2 separate regions of the Sus scrofa genome follow, and region 2 is linked to region 1. Evidence: chromatin contacts called from public HiChIP or PLAC-seq data. All regions are on one chromosome and are shown on one strand. The core of a region is the stretch at or near the end of the contact, and the rest is flanking DNA. Distances in the headings are between cores, read along the strand shown. Region 1 holds the start of ENTPD4 (ectonucleoside triphosphate diphosphohydrolase 4). Region 2 overlaps SLC25A37 (mitoferrin-1).

What was found. HiChIP or PLAC-seq counts read pairs in DNA pulled down with a chosen protein or histone mark.
Region 2: a contact with region 1 is called in an H3K27ac HiChIP or PLAC-seq map of alveolar macrophages. The contact joins the enhancer-like site here to the promoter of ENTPD4 in region 1. A contact is called at or near these places in 1 of 5 promoter capture datasets (liver), 6 of 47 Hi-C or Micro-C datasets (blood, embryonic fibroblasts, heart right ventricle and 3 more) and 2 of 2 datasets of contacts at active chromatin or transcription factors (alveolar macrophages and skeletal muscle).

What each region holds. Positions count from the first base shown.
Region 1 is chr14:7,600,217-7,607,173 of Sscrofa11.1, forward strand. It overlaps ENTPD4 (ectonucleoside triphosphate diphosphohydrolase 4), which reads right to left and starts at 4,248. Exons shown (of 15, transcript XM_021072268.1): 1 at 4,041-4,248.
Region 2 is chr14:7,671,582-7,678,538 of Sscrofa11.1, forward strand. All of the region lies in intron 1 of SLC25A37 (mitoferrin-1), which reads left to right. Among named protein-coding and RNA genes, the nearest start is that of SLC25A37, 10 kb to the left of the region's middle. Within about 2 kb of position 3,815, at least 8 of the 83 cell types and tissues checked have an H3K27ac peak or open chromatin away from gene starts, as enhancers often do. A contact at or near this core is called in alveolar macrophages, liver and retroperitoneal adipose tissue, where this site is marked.

The DNA.
Region 1 (6,957 bases), core at 2,998-5,497:
GGTCGAATTAGAGCTGTAGCTGCCAGCCTGTGCCAAGAACCTCAGCAACACCAGATCTGAGCCGTATCTGTGACCTACACCCCAGCTCATGGCAATGCTGGATCCTTAACTCACTAAGCAAGGCTAGGGATCGAACCCGAGTCCTCATGGATACTAGCTGGGCTTGTTGAGCACTGAACCACAACGGGAACTCCCTAAAATTGCCTGTTTTTAAAAGGCCTAAATTGACCTATCACCAGAGAGATGCATTAACTCTCACAACTTCATCTGGTGGGCTCCCTTAGCTGAACATTCTTTAGGTCCACTGGGTCCTGAATCAAGGTCTTTGTCAGTCACACTCTCACTGACAGTCCCTAGGAAAACATGAAAACAGTGCAAGTCAAGTGCAAAGTGAAATGGCTCCTATGGTGACAAATTCAGGATGCAAGGATGTGGACATTAGAAAATTCTGAAATCCCAGCCAAACAAAATCACAGACAAATGAGACTGTGAAGAGCTAGACCTCTGAGAGGAACAGGTAAGATGGCACGAAGGGTGCTTCAACGAAGAATGATGCTCCGTGACACTTAGAGGTGGGAAAAGTACATCGAAATGGCTTGATTTGTTTGTTAAGAAGAAGGCTTGGTAACAAGTGTTGGTGAGGATGTGGAGCAGGAGGAGCCTCGAGCTTTGCTGGTGGGAATGTAAAGTGGTGCAGCCACTGAGGAAAAAAGGATGGAGGTTCCTCAAAAAATTACAAAAGGAACTACCATGTGATTTAGCAATTCCATTTCTGGATATTTTTCCGAAGGAAACAAAAACACTAATTTGAAGAGATCCGTGCATCCCTATGTTCATAGCAGGATTTGCAACAGCTAAGACATGGAAGCAACCTAAGTGCCCATCAACAGATGGATCAAAGAATTCTGATTATACGTATACAATGGAATATTACTCAGCCACAAAAAGAATGGAATCTTGCCATTTGTGACAACATGGGTGGACCTGGAGGGCATTACACTAAGTGGAATAAGTCTGACAAGTACTGTATGATTTCACTAATATGTAGAATCTAACAAACAAACATAATAAGACAGAAAGAGACTCATCAATAAGCTGGTGGCTGACAGAGGGATAAGGAGGATGAATGAAATAATAGGTGGGGAAGATGAAAAGGTACAAAATTCCAGTTTCAAAATAAATGAGTTACAGGGATGAAATATATGCTGGAAAATATAGTCAGTAATGTTTTAATAAGTTTGTATGCTGACTACACTTACGGTGGTGATCTTTTCGAAATGTACAGGATTATCAAATCACTATGTTTTGCACCTGGAACTAACACAGTGTTGTAGGTCAATTATACTTCAATTTGAAAAAAAATAGAGAAAAAAAAAAAAAGAATGCATGTAGTTGCATTTATGAGCTACAATTTCTTCACTATTTTTTTTTTTTAATGGGCGCACCTGCAGCATATGGAAGCTCCTGGGCTAGGCAAGGGTGGAATCAGAGCTAAAGCTGCAGGCCTATGCCACAGTCACAGCAACACTGGCTCTGGGCCACATCTGGGACCTATGCCACAGCTTGTGACAGGGACAACAGCAGATCCTTAACTCACTGAGCCAGGGATAGAACCTGCATCCTCAGAGACCATGATGGATCCTTAACCCGCTAAGCCACAGTGGGAACTCCTTTACTACTTATTTTTAAAAATTTACTTTCATTTTTCAATAGCAAGTTCTAATTAAACCTTTTCCCTACCTCTCACTGTTCATTTGCAAACTTTGAGTCCCCATTTTGATCCCTTTCTGGTCACACTTTTCCTGCATTACCTCTGTAGTTTTCCAGACCTGCAACTCTGACTTTCCTCAAGTTTCAGTTCCACATCCTGAGCTTACCCTATTACCAAAAACTCAATTAGTCTCCGTTTAGGCTCACAAACATTTAACACAAACTAATACCACTTCCTAAATTCCCCAGGACTAAGAGGGGAACCACCACGGAATGGGGTCACCTGGTTCTTCTTTTTTTTTCTTTTTAGGGCCGCACCCACAGCACACGGAGGTTCCCAGGCTAGGGGTAGAATTGGAGCTGTAGCTGCCGGCCTATACCACAGCCATAGCTACAAGGGATCTGAGCCATGTCTTTGACCTACACCACAGTTCACGGCAATGCAGGATCCCCGACCTACTTACTGAGCAAAGCCAGGGATGGAACCCGAATCCTCATGGATCCTAGTTGGATTCATTTCTGCAGCGCCATAACAGGAACTCCTGGGGTCACCTGGTTCTTAATTATCTTAATGTCCTCATTATCTTTGAGTCCCAATTATCTGTGTGTTGATACTTCATGTCATTCATCAGGTCCTGTCAATTCTTCCTTAATTATTCTACACATCTAAAATGACCAGAGCAGGTACCATTACCTCAAGACAGGTTTTCTAGGTTGGTCACTCCCCTCTGCCTTCTACCGTGCACACCATTCTTTGGAAACATCTCTTTGTAAAACATTACCTACTCACAGCCCCACTCTAGCTTAACGACCACCACAACAAAATGCCCTGAAGTACTTCAAAATATGACCACCTCAAGAACCATCTAGAGCCTACAGATCAACATTAACTTCCCTGTGTGGCATCTGAGAGCTTCCATCCATCAAATGGTTCCATCTTATCTCACTAACCTGTTCTCCCCTCAGCCCCAGATAGCATCTCTCTGCTGTAGTTAGGCAGGTCTCTCCTCCGCCTGCAATCAAGCTATTCTCATTCTTGCCCTGGGCCTTTACTTAAGTCTCTTGCCACTCAGTCCCATGTTCTGCTCACAATATTATACTTCTTTCAAAGCCCAGGTCAATATTTTTCTTTGCCAAGATTTAGCTTGTTATACTTCCTGATGTTTTCCCACACTCTTAATCTGCCCTTTACTCATGTGTAGTCTATTTTAAATAAATATTCTGAATAAGTATGTGCAGAATATAAATACGTAGATCAACTTTCCTTTTGTTTTTTCTTTCCAGACTACATGTATACACAAGGGTTGAGAGCATGCATTCCTTTTAGGCCTGGAAGAACGTTAGCCATAGGTTCAATATGCGACGAATACAAGTGATAAATCAATGGGCAGGTAAATACAGAAATAAACAATTAAACTACTTAAACAAATTAATATTCCATTTTATAATTCTGCTGATGTGTCAAACAGCACGAAGAGACCTGATACAAAGACATAATAACATCAAATGGAAGATAATACAAAGAATTTAATTCTTTTAGGCCTCTCCAAGGCTGGAAAATTAGTTATTTTCATTACACAAAGCAGAATCTCTAAATTAGAATTAACAACCTAGTTTATTCTCTAGCATGGAAGTTTCTGAATTGTAAAGCATTCCTTTTCTTTCCTAATAGTGATAAATGTTCTCCAAAATGCTCTAAACCTGTGTTCATCTAACTAGGATCTGAGAACCCCTGTGGGTTCTGAGACAAATTCCAGAGAAAAAGCGAACTGTCCCTTTAAGAGGTGTCCACGTATTACTCAAGTTTGAGAAACACTGCTCTTACCATCACTTTATCGCTCAATTAGCTCTATTGTTTCAATGGAGCTAATTAGATTGAGATTTTAGAGAAATCTAAACCATGAAACGCAGTAAAAGCAGAGCAAAGCGAAAAATGATGCTGATTTGTAAATGTCACGACAAGGTGGCAGGCAGAAACCGCGAGGTCCTCGGGGCAGCATCCTCTCCCCAGCCAGGTCCCTCCCCAGTGCGGGCCAGATCCGCGCTCACTACGTGTCAGAGAGGGAAAATCCAGCTCGGTCACCGGAGAGGGTGCGACAGCACGACTGCCAGGTATCTCCCGCCAGAGGCCGGGGGACAGCACCTGCCGCCCCAGGTCACGGGCGCTGACGGCCGCCGCGCAGCAGGGGCGGTGGGGAGGACCCCCGGGGCAGAGCTGCTAGTCCGCGGCCTCGCCGCCCGGCCGGGCCCCGCTCCAACAGTCCCCGCGCCGGCCGGACGCTTCAGCAGCCCACCCTCCCCGTCCGCGTGCGCCGGAAAGGCAGCCTCACCTGCTTGGCAGCGTCCGACTTGTCGGTCTCGGCTCCCGGCAGCGGGTATCCACCGGCGGAGCGCATCACCGCCACCGCAGCGAGGCAGCGCCGGCAACGCGGACGCGGCTTCCCGGGGGCGGCTTCCCAGAAGCTCGGCTCCTTTCCGAGAGCCCCACCGCCGCTCGGCCCCCACTCGCGTCGCGTCACCGCTCGCGCCGGGAGCGCGCACGTCTAGGGGCGGGGCCTGCGCCGTGGGCGGGGCCTGCCGCCGCGGTGACTGGCAGCCGAGAGCCTGGCTGTTGGCAGAACCCAGAGCGCGCAGCTGGGCTCCGAGAGTGCCAAAAGTGAAAGTTGCATCACAGAAGTAGCGAATGCTGTGGCTGGGTTACCACGCGTCCTGGCCTGTGTGGTTGTTAGCGAGCCGCAAAGTGCTATAACATCGCAGTTCATCTTTCCTTTGTGCTTCTTAGGATTATGGAAAACAGCACTTGAAAACCTAGGAAACGGCATTTTTGCTCAACTCTTGTTTTTTTTTTTACAGCGTTGCCAGTAGCTATCCCTAATTTACAAGTGGGAAACGAAATCTCACACTCATTCACTGACATTCTCAAAGTCCACCATAATTAGTAAGAATCAAGATTTCGTCCTTGCCAAAAGTTGCATATATCAGAGCCTATTCTGAGTTAGACAGAGCACCCCCAACACACGAAAAGTTATGAGAAGAGATAGTAAAATGGACAGCACCAGTTCCTGAGATTGACCCCACGACCTGGTACTTAGCTCACAACCTCACTCTCTGGCTTAACAACCACAACAATAAAATGCCCTGTAATCACTGAGCTGGAAGAGACTTCGAGAACCATGGCTTTTTATCCTTTTCTTCTCCCCTCTCTCTTTTTAACGAGTACACTGCTGCCCAGAGATACATGGGCACCTTCATGCTGTGATTTTAGGACCAGGCCCCTTCATAATTGTATGCCTTTCAAAGTCCTTACCATTAGAGATACTGCTTTGTACTATGATAGTCTCTCTCTGAAGGAGAGCTCCCCTAAAATGCCAGACTAGTATTATCACACCATCAATATTTCCTTATAATTCGTAAGTAATGAATATCTGATCAGAGCTAAGAAAAGAAGTGTAGAGAAAATATGACAACATGTAGCATGGTGTACGTTTCCTAGAACAGCTATAACAAATGACCCTAAATTGGGTAGCTTAAAATGACAGAAAATTATTTTTTCACAGTTCTGGAGGCCAGAAGTCTGAAATCAAGGTGTTGGTGGGGCTGTGTTCTCTCTCAATTGTCTAGGGGAGGATGCTTCCTTGCTTCATCTCAGCTTCCGGTCATTGTGGGCAATCTTCAACATTTCTTGGTTTGTAGATGCATTACCCTAGTCTCTGGCGCTGTTGTTACAAAATGCTCTCCTGTATGTCTGTGTCCAAATGCCCCTCTTCTTAAAAAGACAGCAGGCGTATTGGATTTAGTGCCACCCCTCCCCCACCAAACCAGTAGGATTTTTCTTAACATGATTACCTTTACAAAGATGGTAGTTCCAAACAATGTCACATTCACAGGTTCCAGTGGACATGAGTTTTGGGGGCAGGGGGGATGCTATTCAACCCAGGGTGAGAGAGTCTGTACCTGAGAGTACAGCCCAGTCTTGTTTACCACAGAAGGCTTTTTTTGAGGAAGTGATGTTTTAGGTCACACCCATAAGATGAGTAGGAATTATCTAGAAGAAAAAGGAAGTCTGAGTCTATATGAAGAAGTGCTGCAAGCAGTGGAAATAGCAAAGGGGCTCTGATGGGAGCAGAAACACACCTGTCAGAGTGAGCTACTGATTTATCCTCCCTTATTAACAGGAGAAATAAAAAACTAAGCTAATAGGAGGCAATACTTTACTGAATCCTTCATGTCAGGCACAGCTCTAAGAGCTTTCAGGGAGTTCCCATTGTGGCGCAGTGGTTAACAAATCCGACTAGGAACCATGAGGTTGTGGGTTCAATCCCTGGCCTTGCTCTGTGGGTTAAGGATCCGGCATTGCCGTGAGCTGTGGTGTAGGTTGCAGACGCGGCTCGGATCCCGCGTTGCTGTGGCTCTGGCGTAGGCCGGTGGCTACAGCTCCGATTCGACCCCTAGCCTGGGAATCTCCATATGCCATGGGAACGGCCCTAGAAAAGGCAAAAAAAAAAAAAAAAAAAAAAAGCTTTTGGGAACATTTCAAATACAATGGCAAAGAAAATACAATATATCATATTTAGTACATTAAGTACATCAAATTCAATACATCAAAATTCATGGAATGTAGCTACCCTAGTACTTAGAAATCTACAGCTTTAAAAGTTTATTTTAGTAAAGAAAATGACTTACGTTTCCACCTTAAGAAGTTAGGATAAGTAAAAAAAATTAATTAAAAATTCTGCACCTAAAAGGAGCAGAAAGAAGGAAGAAGTTTTTAAAAATTGGTTGGACAAAATAAACCACCAAGTTGGTTCTTTGGAAACATTAATAAAATTGATTAACTCCTAGTGAGACTGATCAGCAAAAAAAAGAAGAAACAGTGGCTGCGATCCCATGTTGCTGTGGATGTGGTGTATGCCCGCTATTCAACCCCTAGCCTGGGAACTTCCCTGGTGAGGCCCTAAAAAAAAAAAAAAAAAGAAAGAGTTGTCTAGGTCCATTTTGGCAACACTAAATCACTAAACTAATACCAGCCACTGGGTGTACCTCCGATTTCTTATTATGAGAGGAGAATAAAATTTTTGTTTGCTTAAATTACTTCTGGCTGAATATTCCATTACTTGCCATTAGGTCTTCAAAAATATTTGTTGGCTGGTTGATTGAAAACCAGAAGGGATTTCAAGGAATCCTATTTCCCAGCTGTCTTTCTTTAATCAGTTTAGGTTTCATTTTCATTTTATAGATCAGACAGCT
Region 2 (6,957 bases), core at 2,565-5,064, 71 kb after region 1:
AAGGGAAAAGATGGCTGAGGGTTAAGAGCTCATCGCCCTTACCAGAGCCGGCTGTGAGTGTCCTCTAGGTGTGAACGTGCCTGTGCACCATCGCTGTCATTGTCACCGTGATCCAGGCACTTTCCCTCCTTCTCTGGACTTTGGTGTCTGGCTCACAGACGGCTCCTCCACCACGAATCCCAGCGTCATCCTGAGAACGTCCCCACTTGGTCACTGCCCACCAACACCAAGATCCCTCCATTCTTTCCCCCTTTTGGCCTTTACCTCCTCAGGGCCTCGTTCTAACCCAAAATGTTTTTGCCCCTGAAAGCAGACATCTCACAGCCTGGCCACAGCTTTCTCACGGTCACAGTGTGCTAGACTGTGGGCCTCTTCGCTCTCTCCTCTCAGCCCATCCCTGGCTTCCTCATCTAGCCTGGACCCCACAGCCCGCCCATCAGTGCAACCACTCCAAGGCCCGCCCGATGTTTCCTGCCTTTGGTTCCTCGAACATGGGCCGCCCACACCTGATCCCCAACAACCCAGTGGCCCGCTGGATAGCGGAGCCCTTCAGGAGAGGCCCTCATGTTGCCTCCACCGGTACCCTGTGTGCCAGGCCTCTGGGGCCCCAGCCTGTCCTTCCCTGGCCTCTGGTCGCTCTGCTTCCATCCTCTTCAACAGCTGCTCAGACTATCTTGCTCCTCAGGCTCCCCCCCACTCCTCCACTTTTTTCAGCCTCAGTGGAACATCTTGCTCCCTGTTCATAGAGGAACCAGCCCCCCCCCCCAAAATATCCTCCTGTGACTGTCCTTCCAACTAGCCTTCCGCCCCTTGCCCACCCTCCTACCATAAGGTAAGAGGGTCCTTCCTTCCTCTAGGGGGAGTCAGCAGAGCAGGGAGGGGTGATGTGTAGGCACCACCCAGGGTTTGAATCCTGGCTCTACACCTGGCCTGCCTTACCTGACTTCTCTAAGCTTGGTTTCCTTGTCTACAGAGTGGGGATGATAATCCCAAGACCCACCTTATTGGGTTGCTGAAGAAATGAAGTGACGTGGCGTATGTAAAGCTCTTGCTGCAGACTCTGAAACCTGTGTTCTCCATAAAGGTCATGGTGCTAGTTATTTTGGTCATCTGTCTCATGAGTAACCCAGTTCTAGTATCTTTAGCCTCTTCCCCGCCATTGGTTCCTTCTTAAAAGCATTTATGTGTCCACACTTGTCCCATCTTAAATAACAAACAAACCCCAGGCTGCTCACCTTGACCCCACATGCCCCGAGAGTTTTTTCTTCCTTAACAGATGTTAGGAAGCGATGGTTGGTCTTTCTCTACCTGCTCCCCTTGTCCCACCACAGGCCTCTGGCTTTTGTGCCCCCACCCCACTGAAACCCCACGAGGCTGCTAGTGATCTCCTGGCTCATACATTCAGCCATGGGTTTCCTGGCCTCTCTGAGGACGGGTGACCTCCTGATCTTCCTCAGAATTCTGCCTCCACCCTCTTTTCCTCCCTCGGGGACACATCTCCATTTCTGCCTGGGTCCTGAGAACTTGCAGGTTGCGCATCTGTGTCTCCAGTCTAGTCTCCCTGGGAGCTGGGGAGCTGGCTGCCTTGAAGACATGTCTACTCACGTCCTGCCCTCCTCACCTCCTGGCCTGCCCTTTGGGCTTGGCTGCCTCCCTCAAGAAATTGCTCCTGCCTTACCCGCCCCCCCATATGCTTCCATGACCTGTTCATTTCTGCATCTGTGATACCTCTTGAATATGTTTTCTTTTCCCTTCCACTGCGCTGCCTTGGTTCAAGGGACTTAGCTGCTGCCTCAGTGGCTGGCCTCCCTGATACTTAGTCACAATTGACTAAACCCTTCCTTCCCCTCCTCCTCCCACACTTTCTGGTTGCCTGGCCCTGCTTTTTCTCTACAGCGTGTGTTACTTTATAACACATAATACCATTAGCTTATGCTATTGTTTATATCATTTTGTATTTTCATATTTGTAATATTATTTGCATTGGAGTTCCCGCTGTGGCACAGTGGGGTAGGTGGTGTCTCTGCAGTGCCAGGACGCAGGTTCAATCCCCAGCCCAGCACAGTGAGTTAAAGGATCTGGCATTACTGCAGCTGTGGTGTAGGTCACAGCTGCAGTTCAGATCTGATCCCCTGACCTGGGAACTCCATATGCCCCAGGTTGGCCCAAAAAGAAAAAAAGTGTGTGTGTGTGTGTGTGGTGTGTGTAATATATATTATTATACATATTACATAAAATAATATATAATATATAAAATAATATATAATATATAGTATATATAAGATAAAAAATATTTTTTTTTCTTTTTTGGCCAACCCGGGGTGTGTGTGTGTGTAAATATAAAATTTACATTGTTCATGGTCTGTTTCCCCTCATTTGAATGTCAGCTCCCAGTGGGCAAGAGTTTTTTTCTTTTTTGTTCTCTGGTGTGTTCCCATTGCCAGAAACCGTACCCAGCACACAGTAGATGTATTTGTTGAATGAATTCCCGCAAATCCTTCCTAGCTGGTCCTGCTCACTCCCACCTCAGCCCTCCAGCAGTTTTTTTTTCCTTTAATAGGGAACAGTAACAGTACTCACTCTGCCTACCTTTCAGAGCGAAATATTGCATCTTAGAAGAAAATGTAGCCAGGTTTGTAGTGAACACTTAAACTGCATAAAGCTCTCTTTAGGTGCCAGGTTGTGATATTTATTATCAAACTGGGATCGTGTTAAAGGGTAAAAGGTTAGCTGATTGGAATGGAAAATGCAGCCTGTTCTCCACGGTGAAGCAGAGCCTGTGAGAGGTTGGAGGGGGCTGAGGGGCAGCCCATGATCTCAGTTCACATCTGGTGGCGTCTCCCTGCCTGGCCCTCCCCTCGCTTGTCCCTGTTGTCTTCAGAATAAAACCTGGACCTCGAGCAGCGGGCTGCAGGCACCCAGACCCTCTTCCCCTCTGACTTACCCACCAGAGACATGTAAAGGTTTTTTATGACTCTTGGTTGAATGAATGAAGTTGTTTCAAAGTGATGTGTGTGTGTGGTGGTGGTGGGGGGGGCTGCTTTAAAACCTGCTGTTAAACAAGTGCTGGTTTTTATTTTGTTTTGTTTAACATTGTTTGGAATCCCTCACATGTCCTGGCTACAGACAGACTTTCTCAGCCCTTTCGTTTGTCCCTTCTTTGGGTGGTAGGACCCACAAGCCCCAGCTCCATCCCGCTGCGGCTATTAATTCATCTGGCCACCCACTTCATTCATTCCGCACTTACTGAGCGCCCTCCCTAGACCAGGCAACCAAAATAATCCTGGCCCCTCTTCCCAGAGCCTGCTCCCTATAATTAGACCCTGAACTTAGGTGACAGGACCTGCTCCCTTTGAAGAGAAGAATGGCTCTGCTTCTTGTTTACTTTTGAATGGGGTGTGTGGCCTCTGGAGGGCGCAGGCTGCCATGTTGAAGGGCTGGGGCGTGTTCCCAGGGCATCTTTGCCGGGTACTCTTGAATTGGCTCCTTCCCAGGCTGAAGACAGTGGCCCTCAGTTGCTCTGCCCCTGCTCCCCCCACCCCTTCCTATTCCTCACCCCTGTGCTTGTTAGTCATTCTGGAAGCTGAAATTGGCTCACAGAAGGTGTCTTTGAGAACCTCTCCCCCACCTACCGGTAATCCCAGACCGCCGGGAAGGACCGTTGTCTGGTCACCAAGAGGTGTTAGGGTTTCACATTTGTGCTTTTCTCTCCAAAGAGAAAACAAAACATGTTGAAATAGAGTGAAATCCCAGCAGAAGCTTGGTTGAAGCAAGAGTTGCATAACAGGTTTAGGAAACGTCTGGCCACTGTGGGTCAGGATGGGGGACTGCAGCTTTGTGTCACTCAGAGGGTGTCCTCTGGGGTCACCAGCCTCCAGATGCATCCCGCACCTCCTGCGAGAGACTCGGAAAGACCCTGAGGTCTGGTGGCAAAAGCCCCTGATGGATCTCTCATTGTAACGACAGCCTTTGTTCTCTGGCACTGCCGTAAAGGTAGAGGCTGCCATGACAGGGGCTAGGGAGGGGGTGTGTGTGTGTGTGTGTGTGTGTGTGTGTGTGTGTGCACGCACCAGGCTTCTGTTGGTGTTGATGCCCTAGAAAGGGTGCAGGCCTCACAAATTTAAGTCCCAGTCCTGCCGTTAACCCGTTTTGAAACCTTGGGTCAGTTATTTCTCTGGGTTGGTGTCTCCTTGTCTAATAGACTATTATTACTAGTTGCCAAGACTGACATCATTGGCTTCCTACTTGACTGGACTGTTGAGAAGCTCAAGTGGGAGGGATCACGTTTGTGGGCGGCTTTTGTAAACCTTGACATGCCCAGCTAATGACAGATCATATCAGAAGCAATATGCTCAATGATTAAGTAGAGCCGTTCAGGTTAACAGCACAGGCTCTGGGGTTAGACTGCCTGGGCTGGCACCTGGACAAGTTCCTGAAACCTCTCTGTGCCTTAGTCTTCTCATCTGTGAAATGGGGATAAAAGAGTATGCACCACACCATGTTGCTGTGAGAATTACTTATGATATACCTACACCTAGAGTGTTAAGAATTGTATCAGGCACCTGGTAAGCACTCACATAAAATTAGCTCCTATTATTATTTCTGAAAGTGTTATTACTTGAATACCTGGTTATGCTTGTATGTTGCTGTTGTAATTGTATATGATGATATTTTTGTTTTGTTTCAACCTATATTCTTCTGTCATTCGGTCCTATTAACTCTCCTTTAAAGATGGGAAAAGGCATGTGCAATTTCTCATTTCATAGCTGAGAAAGTTGAACTTCAGAACAGTAATCTGCCCTGGGACTCCGGCCTCTTTCTGCTGTATCAGAGCTGAAGGGGGAGAGTCGAGGAAAGGAATCAGGTGGGAGGAGGTGAGTGAGGTGCTGGGTGCAGACTCAGATGTTAGTGACAGTAGAGCCCTTGAGTGTTCTGAGAGGACATGATGGGGCCCTAGCTGCATTCTTGGGAGGGAGAAACTGGAGAGAAGGGAGCGCCAGCAGGAAATCAAGATGTGGCATGGGACTCGGGGCTCTAACGTATAGGTAGGAGTTCCTTGGCCAACTACTCCAGTAGGTAGGGTAAGGAGATGATGACAAATGGTTGTTGCCAGAGGATATTTTTGGTACTGTCTGGCTTCTCTCTCTGGAGCAAACTGCAGCTGCTATGGCACATTCTCATTTCAGCCGTGAGTCAAAGTTGGACTCACAATGCTAATCTGAATTTGGATTGGCCTGAGGAGTCCTTTCCAGAACACAGCCTAGAAATGGCCTCTTGGGAAGAGCACTACGTCATAGTTCCTTGGTCTTCCAGGGCTGCAGTTTTCTTTTCTTAAATAAGGGAGAACAACAATGCCTGTCTTGGCCTCCCTTTCAAGTCTACTTAATACGTCTGGTAAGAAAATACAGCCAGGTTTGCAGTGAACAAACCTTTATACCATTTAAAAAGTATAAAGCTCTACGCAGGTGCTAGGTTGTGGTATTTATTATCAAGCTGGGATCCTGTTAAAGGGGTAAGGTTAGCTCACTGGAATGGAAAATACAGGCTCTGGTTCCAGCCACTGCAGGATTTGCCGCAGCTGCGTGGCCTTGGGGACTTAACCTCTCTCCTTACACAGAGTCTCCCATCTGTTGGATAAAGACCAAGGTGGCCGTCTGCTGCCATCTCTTGAGCTGGCTAATGAGGAAGAGCCAATTACACTCCCGGCATGCTCAGAAATGCATTTAAAATTGATGATGCAGGACCAGCCGTGAGAGGGGCTGCGTATGGCCTCTGTGATTAAGGCCAGTGATTAAGGCCACCTTCAGGGCGTGAGGGCCCCATTCATCTCCGCAAGGTTATCACTTTATAGGTTTCACAGTATCACTTGGACTTTCCAGGTGAGTCTGCCTCTTTGAGTGGCAGGCAGTTGGGGCTGGGGACTAGGGAAGGTGGTTCATCCTCCTGCAGCCTGTCTCTTTATTGGCCGATGCTCTTTCCCAGCTTGGTCTCCCCTGTCTCTGCCTTGGTTGCTCACGGCCACTGACACAGAAAAGCAAGAGGGGGAAGGAAATAGGACACACATGCTTTTGTCTTGGGGTCCCCGATTCTCCTTTCCTCATGCTGCCGATATGGAGGGTCTTGCCGGCACCTTGCTTTGCCTTGGGCCTGGCAGTCACTGTGGAAGGTGGAGGGTGGGCGCTTGTAGCTGCAGGAAGCTCGCTGGCCAGGCTTGCTGGGAATACGCTGGGCACTGCCTCTGCCTTGCAGTGGGCTACTCCGCTCCCCTGGAATAGAGGCTGTCCCATGAGTGTCTCGACCCTGTCTCCAGCCTGGATTAAAGGAGCGAGCAGTTGGCTGATGAGCTGATCGGAGACGCCTGAGCTGAGAAATGGGAGGGAAGCCTTTCTACAGGAAAGAAGACAACAGCGCATGTACCTGAGTGAGAGGGTGGAAGGGCCAACCTGGGGTGTGTCATTGACCAGAGAACCAAGCCCGTTTCTTTCCTTAGCCTCTGTTTCCACACTTCTTTGCTAAATGTCAGCTTATGGGAGCCTGATTCATAGAACCCTGTCTACCGAGGAAAGGGTTAAAAGGCATTTGAAAAAGTGCAGCTTCATCTCCTGGATTTCATGGCATGACTGAGGAGTGGGAGCATATGGGTATGACCACGTGTGCCAGGCACGGGGCGGGGGTGCGGCTGGGGCTGGGAGGCTTGACACGTCCAAGGTCTCTCCCCACAGAAGAACCCTGTCCCCCAGGGACAAAACTATTGAGGAATCCTTCTTGGAAGGGGTGATGAGCCTGTCCTCATGGAAACGGAACCTCTTTGGGAGAGGTCAGGAAAGGGCCCCTTGAAGAAATAATACCCCAATATTATTATAATATCCAGGCTGAAGGAGATGGAGATGTTAGAACAGAGCTGTATGATTCTGTCCCCTAGAACGTCGCGGCCTGTCCCCAAGGTGCCCAGCCATT